Regions from separate parts of the Gossypium arboreum genome. Here region 1 is linked to region 2. Evidence: chromatin contacts called from public Hi-C data. All regions are on one chromosome and are shown on one strand. The core of a region is the stretch at or near the end of the contact, and the rest is flanking DNA. Distances in the headings are between cores, read along the strand shown. Region 1 holds the start of LOC108476110 (histone-lysine N-methyltransferase ATXR7). Region 2 holds the start of LOC108476125 (pyrophosphate--fructose 6-phosphate 1-phosphotransferase subunit alpha).

Evidence for each region. A called contact is a pair of places that touch in the nucleus more often than the background predicts.
Region 1: a Hi-C map of leaf shows a contact between it and region 2, with 3 times the contacts expected there. The contact joins the promoter of LOC108476110 here to the promoter of LOC108476125 in region 2. A contact is called at or near these places in 2 of 5 Hi-C or Micro-C datasets (both in leaf).

Annotation. Positions count from the first base shown.
Region 1 is chr3:105,401,249-105,407,147 of ASM2569848v2, reverse strand. It overlaps LOC108476110 (histone-lysine N-methyltransferase ATXR7), which reads right to left and starts at 3,773. Exons shown (of 19, transcript XM_053025809.1): 1 at 3,198-3,773; 2 at 2,893-3,007; 3 at 2,355-2,814; 4 at 2,148-2,264; 5 at 1,662-1,958; 6 at 1,234-1,578; 7 at 778-1,152; 8 at 92-610. The coding sequence starts at 3,201.
Region 2 is chr3:105,113,559-105,119,200 of ASM2569848v2, reverse strand. LOC108476125 (pyrophosphate--fructose 6-phosphate 1-phosphotransferase subunit alpha) reads right to left here and starts at 3,217. Exons shown (of 18, transcript XM_017778227.2): 1 at 2,747-3,217; 2 at 2,222-2,394; 3 at 1,910-2,022; 4 at 1,036-1,110; 5 at 825-938; 6 at 677-744; 7 at 441-578; 8 at 263-343; 9 at 79-172. The coding sequence starts at 2,836.

The sequences.
Region 1 (5,899 bases), core at 2,524-5,023, 290 kb before region 2:
GCAAATTAAAAGTGTGAACAAAATATTAAACCCAATATCAAAACCTGGGGGTCAGTTGTTGGAATAGAAAGTACAAAGGAGTGAACAATACCTCTTTGCCATCAGCCTTGCAGTGTTTCTTCGAACTAGACCATGATATAAGAAACTGATAAAGACTAGCATCACCAGCAAATGATGATTTCCACTCTCTTAGTACATCATCATGGAGCTTCTGCCGACACATTGCCATGGCAACATATTCTCCAATCTTAGGGCTGCACCCAACTGATGTCAAAGGACGAAATTTACAATTGTGTGATGGAACAAGAATCCCAGATTTAATCTCAAGACCAGGAGGTGGTGGCTCGTTAACTTCTCGTTCATTACTTACATCCCCAACCTTTCCAAACAATCTCTTAAATGCTTCAGCCATAAAAGTTTCCTGCCTTGAAGCATAATTATTTTCAGATATGGATTGACAAACAGGTTTCTTTGATTGTACTGAGTTCTGTAGATTGCAAGATAAATCTGACATTCTGTTCGAAACATTTTTTTTCTCTTCAGAATCATCTGAATTATCAACGTCCGAAGCAAGATGGCACTGACCGGAAGATCCAACTGTGTCTTGCAGCTGTAAAAGAAAAATAATTGTTTAAATTTAAGAAAGATATGATCCTTGTGTACTATGCATAAGCACATATTGAGCTATAATCGGAAAGAGCATACCTAGTCTAGCTAGAACAGCGTTTAAAGTATATTGAAATAAAATGAAGAACTAACAGGATATACTTTTAATACCTCTTTCAATTCATCATCTACTGACAAACAGACTGATTTCTCTGCTGCCTCTTCATCAGGATTTTCATTCAATTTTTTATCATTTTCCATATCAATAACTATTTTGGCTTCACTTTTAACAAGACCGTCAAGATAGTCAGCCATAAACACCATCACAGAAGAATGGAGCTCATTTTCAACTCCTTCCAGAATACATTGTATTCCACCATAAAGGCCACTATTGTGCAATGGACTGTTCTGTTTGGATAAAATTTCCTGCACCGCAGATTGAGATATATATGTCTCTTCTGCCTGGTTACCTACAGAAACTGTTGCTAGTTCATAACCAGGTGGACAATCAATATCATGAGCCGTCAATTCCATCCTAGAGAAGAGCTATAAAACCATAAAACATTAGATTCAAGGTCATTACATACTGTTTACACACATAGAGTTTAACATTTAGACTTTACTTACAGTTGTAGCTTTTATATTTTCAGTCTCCTTGCCACGATCAATGGAGCCACTAGCAGATGCCAGAACATTAGGCTGACCATACCAAAGTTTTCCTTTTCTCCAGGAAGACAAATATTCAACCATACTATCATAAAAGACAGCATTCCACGTAACTTGCATGCAATACTCAAAAAGCATTTTACAAACAACTGTATAAGAACCCCAAAAGTTTTCAAGGCTTCCAACAGATTTTAGACTTGCATCAAAATTTGTAGATTCTTGGATAGAAAGATTAGATACACCATCGGAGGTCACTGTGCCAAACTTGGAAGTACAATGTATACTTCTTTCCGTGGTATTTTTAATCTGTATGGCAAAGGAGCTTCAGATTTTAAGACAAATAAACATAAGTTTTTCTTTCTTTTTTTTTGAGTGATTGCATACATTACCAGTTTCCCATCAGAACTTTTAGCATCCTGGTTGTATGATTCAACCATTAGAGGTCTCTGAGATTTTTTTGCAGCAACAAACTCTGAGATCATAGTGCTGATTATTTCATCTAGCATAACTCTACGAGCTGCTTTCATAATTCGAGAATGCAGATCAGAAGAAACTTCTTCAGAAACTGCCGATATGAAGTTCACTGATAACTCCTGTTCATTTTCAGCAACATACTGACCACCTTTCCAAGCATTTAAAACAGACAGCAATTGGGTGGAGCGAAACCTGTCATCAGCATGATAAATCTGCAAGAAAATAAATTAAAAGAAAAAGATATAAGAAGCAAGACTCAGTAAAGCTTAGATACATCATGCCAGCCTACCACAATACCTACACAAGTTTCGAAAGAGTTCATAGGACCCTACAGTTGATACAAATGAACAGTTACTGCAGTGATGAATCATGACTTGAGAATTTCAAGGCTTACGGCTTACCATAATGGAATCTGCAAGATACCCACAGCGATGCCAAGAATACAATTGTAAAAGAGAATGGGGCCCATGTTTCCTACTCTCATCATCTTCAAACAACCAACATTCATCTTCACCAGACTGGAACAAAAAAGGTGAAAATCATCCAAAGGGTGCCTTAGGAAAAAAAGGGGAAACAAAGGGGGGTGGGGGAAGGGGGGACAATAATACCTGCAATACAAAGCTAAATGCTTCGGAACTTACATTGCAGTTGAATTGAGAAGGCGAAGGGGAAGGAGTGTGTTGGACATTTGTAAATGAAGATTTTAAATAACTGGAAGCTGTGGCTGAAGTGAGATATAGAAACCCAGTAGCAACATGATCAGGGAACTGCCTAAAGTACTTTAAGGGAACAGGATTGATCAAAGCCCCATTGACTACAGGATAAACAGGGAGCTCATCCGGCAGGAAACCAGTCGACAAACCCTCGTATAACTGCTGCTGGATATAAGGACCACACATCTGGCCGTGTTCATTGACATACATCCATCCACTCACATACGAAGAAGATGATGGCGCATAGCTAGAGTAACTCTTATCGCATGAAGATCCACCGCCGTTACAAGATTGAGAAATACCACTGCTATTTCCATTAGACTGGCAACTCATCTCCGTTGCAGATTGTTCATCACTGTCAAATCATGAATACGATTAAAAAAATGTAAATAAGAGCGTCATCAACCAAAAAAGAGTATATTAATAATTATACCCGCGATTTGAAGATGCAAAATCGGCAGAGAGATCCGAAACTTTAAGGCGCTTTCGGGAAAAATTAGGGTGATCATATTCGTCAATAGGGGATGTTGAGGAAACCATGGGCAGACCTGAATCAAAATTCAAATCTAACTAACCTCAATTCTCATAAATGTCTTATTAATTAATAAAAAAAGAAAACTGTTCTAATTATGTTGCATCTGCGAATAGGAGCGCCCAAATTTCCAAGATGAAAAAATAAGAAGGCATATATCATAATAATCTATTATCCGTACACATAAATAAAACTCTATTGCATACCCATCCAATCCAATCCAATCCAATGCAATGCAATGCAATCCAATCCTCACGGTAATCTGCAAAACTCTGCTGGAAGTTGGTACCAAATCCAATAGAGTAGTACGGATTTCGATAGAAAGAAATTTTCCCAATTAGGGGAAAACCATAATCGCCACCGGCTCTTGTATTCACGACTAATTTGGCCTCTTCCTATTGTAGTTTCTTTTTTCTTTCTTTTTTGGGGTTTACAAAATTACAAAGTAGACGAAAGCAAAATTAAGTTCACCTCTCTCCCTCCCTCCCTCTCTCTCTCGTAAGTGAGTCTCACTTCTGACTCGCTCCGCTCCTTCGGCTTTTTAGTATTTATTGTTCTTCATATATGGCAATGGCATTCGTAATCGTGTGAGATTCCGGCTGCTATTTCCCTATTTTAATTTCAAGCTATTTACCTTCATCTTTTATTCTTGGGTTTTTTTCAGGCCTCTCCCTTGTGATTCCGATATTGAATATCCACTCTCATTTATTGGGCTCGCTTTTGGGCGATAAATGGATATATGAACTTTGAAGCAATACGATTACATCAAAAGTCAATAATCCACACAATTATGGAGTTAAAAATTATTAAAAGAAATAGTTAGGATTCTCAAATATAAAATTTAAAATAAATATGGAAGTACTGATCAAGCAAAATATTTGTGGAGTTGTGAAGGAACCATTGAAGTCTATCAATTTATGAAGGACACCTGTTGGCATCAATAGAACGGAGAATCCTTTAATATTCCCAAAACGGGAATAGTTGCCACATGTTACCCATCAGGTTGTAGCCCTCATGAAGGTAGAGCTGGCTCTAGTTCTACTCAATTATAGCCCTTTTCGAGTAACGCTGATAAGTTTTTGTTATCATTGGAGTAGAGCTCCAGACTCAAAGTAGTAGCTATGGTATTTCGCTAAGGTAGTAATAAAAACATTTTGTGGTCAAGATTAGCTGCCTTGTAATAGAAAGGAATTAACCCATTGGGATGGGTGGAGTTAGCATATAAATAAATCTAAGAATGGCAGGAATATCCACCAGAGTTAAAAATTGAAAAGACGCCGGTCAAGCGAAGTTTGTCTCATAGCATCCACCAAATTAGGAATGCAAGAAAATTATATGGATGAAAGTATTCCAGTAATGAAGTTGTAACACCCTAAACTCAGCCCAGCCATTATTGCCGAATTTGGAAAGCTACATTGGCTATCGAAATGGCACAAAGAAACTTTTCTTGATCTTGATTGCAAACGTACTTTTTTAAACCATTTGCGCAGTTCATTCAAAACTAGTAAAATCGTGTTCAACTTTATTTTCAATCTCATTTCAAAAACCATTTGTCCACGAAAATGACCCAAATAAACTTCTGAAATTTAAAAAAAAATTATTTTAAAACTATTGGCTTATCATGTAACACCCTTTACCCGAGTTCAACGCCGGAACAGGATACAAGGTGTTACCGTACTTAAACACATGCTTACAAACATTTTCGTGCCATAAATTTTCGTCCAAATTAAAACTTTTTGAAAACCAAACATAAAGTCCCTAATACGAGCCCACGAGGCCCAAAACAAGCTTTGAAAAAGATTTGGGACTTAACTGAGTATTTTAGAAAACTTTAAAAAAATATCAAGGTAAACAGGGCACACGCCCGTGTGTCGTCTTAACATGATAACGTTGAAAGCCCGTGTAGCTCACACGGCCTGGACATATCTGGACACGCCCGTGTCCCTAACTCGTGTGAATTTATTTTTCAATTCGAACCTACAGAGGTTTTCACATGGCCTGGCACACGCCTGTGTCCATGGCTAGTGTCCCTCACATGGCCATGACACACCCGTGTCCCAGCCCGTGTACAAAAACCTTGACATTCTATTTCTGACGTCATCTACCAATTAAGGACACACGGCCAAGGCACACGCCCGTGTGTTAGGCCGTGTCCTCCGTGCGGCTGAGACACACGGTCGTGTCTCTACCCGTGTGTTTACTACCATGCATACTAACTTGAAAAATTGAAGTGCAGGGGCCACACGGCCGGACTACACGCCCGTGGGGTAGACCATGTGTCACACACGGTCTAGACACATGCCTGTGTGTCTGCCAGTGTAGACAAAAACAAGGCTATTTACCAAGCCTTTTTGCCACCCTTACTTGTACCAACCTACACAACATCAACCAAAACTAATCCAAGCATAACACATATAACCAAAACAACCACAACCATAAGAAATTTGCATCAAATGCATTTAATAATAATCATTCAACACATAATAACGATAAAGTTACCTTACTTACGTACAACTTACCTCAGTATACAAAAAGTGGATAACTAATTGACTTTAGTCTACTAGCTTAGCCTTTCCCCTGTCTAGGTCCAGATTTCATATTTCTTGATCTAAAATGATAAAAATTCACTAATTTAATCATCATATTAATTAATGTATTTCATAAATTATATTTTGGCAAAATGACCATTACCTAGACTTTCACAAAATTACGATTTTACCCCTAGGCTCGTAAATAGATTTTTATCAAATTTTTTCACTAACCAAGCCTAGCCGAATTCTTTTTATACTAGAAACAGTCCACAATTCCCATCATTTCACACATTTACCACATAATTTATAACTTATGCAAAATGGTCATTAGTTAGGGTTTTCATGAAAACTACTTCACAAAGGTTGTTTGTTTAGCA
Region 2 (5,642 bases), core at 1,968-4,467:
CATACATACAAGGTCAGGAAAACACAATGACAACTAAGCTCTTTCTAACATGAAATAAAGGAACTTGAATTATTTGACCTTGCTCGGCCCTAGCTTGAACTGCATCACAAATTTGCTTTGTTATGTCAAAAAGTGTAAGCTTTGATGCAGCCACTTCTTCACCAAGAATTACCTGTTAAAATATATCAAAAGTTAAAGAGAAAAATAGATATTTTCAGTACCATATGTAACTAAAAGATATAACTAGCAAGCCAAAACTGACCATATTGGGATGAGATTGGAGGGTGCATTCCAGGGCAACATGTGATGCCTTCCTTCCCATAAGACGGATAAAATAATAGTACTAAAAAAGAAAAGCAGCTAGGGTAAGACAATAAAAAGCTATCTTATGATGTGACCATTCACCAAGGAGATACTATCTTATGATGTAAACAACTCACCTTCTCTGCAGAGAGAGCATCAGTGCAGACATTACTGATGAGTTGGGAATTGACCTTGCATATAGTATCAAAACCAACATTGGTTTCAACAAATTGATTCTTGAGGTCTCCATTCAGTGTAACAGGAACACCAACCACCTAAAAACGTGAGACGCATTGAGAAATATCCAATTGAAATAGAGATAGAAGCACCTAAATAGCTGTTATGGTATAGAGAATCTAATCGTAGAAGTTACCTTTGTAGGACATTTAGCTTCAGCAAATGTTTCAGCAAGTTGAGCAGCATCTGTGTTTGATGTTACACCTACAAGCAAAACAAAACTCTTACTTCGCAACTTCTAATAACTTATAATAACATCTTAAAAACCTTAAAAATTAATTCACCTCCAATAATTACAAGGCCATCCAATTTCAAATCATTGCAGGCAGCTAGTGCAGCCTTAACTTGCTCAGTTGTTCTAATTTGATCTTGTGTTCGTCCTAAGAGATCATAACCACCTTCTCACACAAAAAAACATAGCAAAGCATGTTAGATTTTATAGAACAACATGAAATCAAAGCTTTTTTACACAAGATTGCCTCATGAAAAGAATACCCTGATTTTTGTAGGTTGAAAGAATATCATCAGTGATCTCTAGTGTTTTTTGGGCAAATAAACCTTGAGTACCACCTGTTAGCAGGAGCAGTAAAAGAATCACCCGTCACACAGAGAATGGCAAGCAAAAACATAAATTGTATTGTAATGGAATAACAGAAAATATAAGAAAATCACAAGATGTGCAATATACAATCAACCACAACATAAAATAGAATGATTTTACTTGAACAGATACTCATAAGTTCAAGTGAGCGTGCGCATTCATTTATGGACATTTACAAGAGTAAACATATATATGCTAATATAATTTCCCATTTTTAGTTCACATATAACTTCCTATTTTTTCCTATTTTATTTTTCTTCCTATTTTTCCAATTGTATTGTTTCTATTTTCAGTTTCTCACCCACGTTGTTTTACAAGTATTTTACTTTTTTTAAATACTAATATATTATCTCTCATGTAATTCTAAAAATCAGATTAACTTCTCTCAAAAAAATACTTTTTTTTAAATTCTCACTGTGCATGTACCATAGTCCTTATAATTATGCATCCACACTGTATATTAAGCCCTTGACTAGGTTGGTAGTCAATCAAGTACCAACTCGATTGTTGGGTAATGACTAAAAATAACATTGTTTTACAAAATAAATTATATAATTTTGCGAGAGTTCATCTTTTTATATCTTCTTTATAAAAATAAAAAAAATACACATTGATTTGAACTTTATAGTTTTCATTTTACTATTTCAATCAAAGTTTGTTTTTCACCGACATCTTGGGCATTTTACGTGTGTCCTCTCATATAATTGTATCATGTATGTGTTTTGTGGCATTGACTGTATAACACCATTTAAACTGAGCGCTGCTTACCCAAAAAGCCCAGCAAAGTGCTATTAGGGTTGTGGATTTTGAGAGCTTTGTGGAGGCCCCATACGACGTTATGGCCACCAGGGGATTGTCTCCCACAAAAGACAAGTCCAACCCTGTTATTCGAGAAGATCTGGTCATTAGACAAATAAAAATACACTTGCATACATAAATACATACATACAGAAGCATACGACCATGAATAAATGCTAATAATTCCACAGAAAGGTGAAAGGATGGAGAATTATTGCGATGAAAATGAACCAAAAGAAAAAAGTAGAGAAACAATATCATGAAGTGTGATATAACAAGCACCTAATAGCTGGATGCTCAGTTATAATCTGAGCATCAGGTACTTTGGCAGTTGCCCTGAGAAAGTGAGCCAAGGGCTTGCCATAAGTGTGAGGAAAAGCTCGGGCTATGGTATGAGCATCAGCCGGGTCTAAAGATGTAGTGGTATCACCAAACTCAACCCTGACAGTAGTTCCCTGAAGAAACGTGAAAACTAATTGTTAATAAGAAAATGCCCGCAATCAAGTATCTAGTGTAGTCTACAGCCGCGTAACAGCAGGTCAAATCTAAACACCGTACATGCAGAAGCAAAAGATCATAAAAATCAGAAGAGATGTATGAATCGTGATTAGCATTAAGCAATAGCAATAATCGTGTGAAAGCAGAGATTAAATTGAATAGATCTAAGAAAAGCCAAAAATAGAAACTTAATTTTAAAAAAATAAGCAAACGCGAAAATCTTGAGATGAACGATTACAAATTAAAAAGAAAAAGAAAAAGAAAACATGAGATTCAGATGCAGAAAGTGAAGAGAAAGAAGGGAGCGACCTCGAGGCAAGGAGGGAGCTGTGGTTGGTATTGAGATCGGAGTTTCTGAAGATCAGAAAGTTCTCTGGGAATGCCATAATCAGAGTCCATTCTTTTTGCTTCTCGGTTGCTTGGTTGGTTGATTGGTTTTGGGTGACTTAATCCAAATCTAGTTGGTAGTTGTTGATTGTTGAGGTTTCTTGATCTTGGTAGGTAAAGAGTAGAATGAGAAGATGGATGGTAGATGGTTGCTGCGGCGGGGTGTTTGGTATGGGGAGTAGTCTGTAGTGGAAGTGATGTGCTTTTTATATCTCACTCTCGGACTGCTGAGTCGTAATACTGCTCCTATGGGCGATACAACCGAACCAATTTTTTTACCTTTTTTCTTTTGCCCTGCGTCTTTCCTTTCAAAATATACACCCTTCCATTTTCTATTATTACGCTACTGCCACCCCTTCTCATTCCCCGTTTACAAATTACATAGTGAATATCTGAATATTAGATCCCAGACGTGGATACTCTGGTTTTGATAAAATATATTAGATCACACCAAATTAAAATTAAAAATTTTATTAAATATGTAAGGTGGAAATAATATATTTAAAATATTAATTTTAAAAAATAACACGTAATAAATATTGAAATATATTATTTAAATTAATTATCAATAATAACACATGGAATATGTATTATATTAAAATTTTAGATTAAATTATAAAATCAAATTTAAACACTTGAATATATCATATTAATATTATTAAATGAATAAATTATTTATCATGATATTGTCATCAATCCTAAGTTGGTGTCGAGTTAATTTGTAACATCATTTCAATCAACAACATTATTAATATTAGAAATCCTATCACACAAGCAGTGGTGGAGCTAAAAAATTTTTTGGCGGCAGAATTAAATTGTATATTTTTATTATAGTAAAAATGCAATTTCACCATTTTGATAGTCTATATCTTTATAATTTTTAAAGGATTAAATTAATTTTTTATCATTTTAGGGGGCTGAAGTACAATTTTACCATTACTAATTTAGAATTTTATAAATTATAAATGGCCTAAATGGAAATTTTTCATTTTAGGGGGCCAGGGCCCCTGCCAGCCCTCATTGGCTCCGCCACTGCACACACGTATGGAAATCACAAATTTATATTACAGATGTGTCTTTAAAATAATATAAAATAAACAATAAAATGTATAGTTTAGAACTAATTAATCATAATAACACATGAAAAGTGTATTGTATTAAAATAAAAATAAGATCAAATTATGAGTAAAATGAAATTTATACACATAAATACATCGATAAACAATACTAAATACACCAACTCAATTAACAATATTATTAATACTAAAATCCTATCTCATGCATATACATGTGGAAATCACAAATTTAAAATACGATGAGTGTTTAAAAATAACATCAATAAACAAGGAAACATATGGTTTGAAACTAATTAATTATAATAACACATTAAATGTGTATGATAGTAAAATTAAAAAATAGATTAAATTGTTAGTAAAATGTAATTTAATCACATAAATACACCATATAAACAATACTAAATGCACTATAACTTATGGACATAGTAAAACTATAGATATGTAAATTTGGTCCGAGAAAAATTTGTACTAATAATATAGATACACAAATTTAGTGAGAGAAAATATTATACGTTAAAAGATAATTTTTTAAAGTTTATTAAAAAATTATTATTAGCGTAATGGTAAAGAATTAGTTTATAAATCTAATAAAGTGGGTTTAATCCTAGAAATGTGAATTTTAGTTTTTTATTTAGAAATTATATAAATATATGAAAAAATAATTAAGAATTCATCAAAATAATAATAATAATCATTTAATAAAAGATATATTAGTCATTTTCTAATTGAATTTGTATCCAATTAACTTGTGACACCAACTCAATTAAAAATTTTATTAATAGTATATATATAGATGACAAAAAAAGTAAATAATTATTATACATAGAAAATTAGATAATTATCAAATTAACGTGAGTTTTTATATAAAAATAAAATTAATATTATATATGAATTAGCTACTGGGAGCTTTAATGAAATAACAAGGTTGAGGTTGTTAGACCATAGACACTAAATTCGAATATCATCATACGACATTTTACATGAATTTTATATAAATTTATTTTGATTTATATTTAAATATATATTTTGGTTCAATGAATATATTCTTATATTTTTATTTTACATTATGTCAAAAAAAAACCATAAATACCTACAATCAAGTGCATACAAAACCTTTTAGTCAAAAATATTTTTGCACAAATTTCAACTCTTGCATATTTAACGCATGAAACTGTTGTTTCAATAAAATTGTTTCTCAACTGTTGTATGCTTTAAATTGCAAGGGTAATAGAAATGTGCTGTTCAAGTATTGCCCTTTGACTGCAAATTTCTTTTACATATAATAACCTACATCAAATACAAGAACGTAAGGTCCCCTTCCTAATTACATCTTACATCTTATTATTACAAACCAATATCCAGATAAGTATTCGGTTTATTTTCTTTCTTCAAACAGATTTTACACGGATTCGCGAAAGTCAAAATTAGCAATGTCCACATCTTAAAAGCCCTTTTTTAGATTTTATGTTAATGTTAAAGTGTAAATAGGTTAAGAGCTTATCTAACTATAAAAATAGGTTGAATGGAAATAAAAATTAAATAATAAATAAGAAGGGCTTAGAAGGTAATTAGTCACATTTAAGCTTTAGTGTCCCCACATTGTGAGGCTGAACCTTTCACTTTTTTTTAGCAGTCACTCAACATGGTAAATTTACATATTAGGTCCCTAAATACTTTAGATCATTCCATTTTAGTTCGGTACCGCTAATTTAATAGACGGTACCAATAAAACCATACCATTT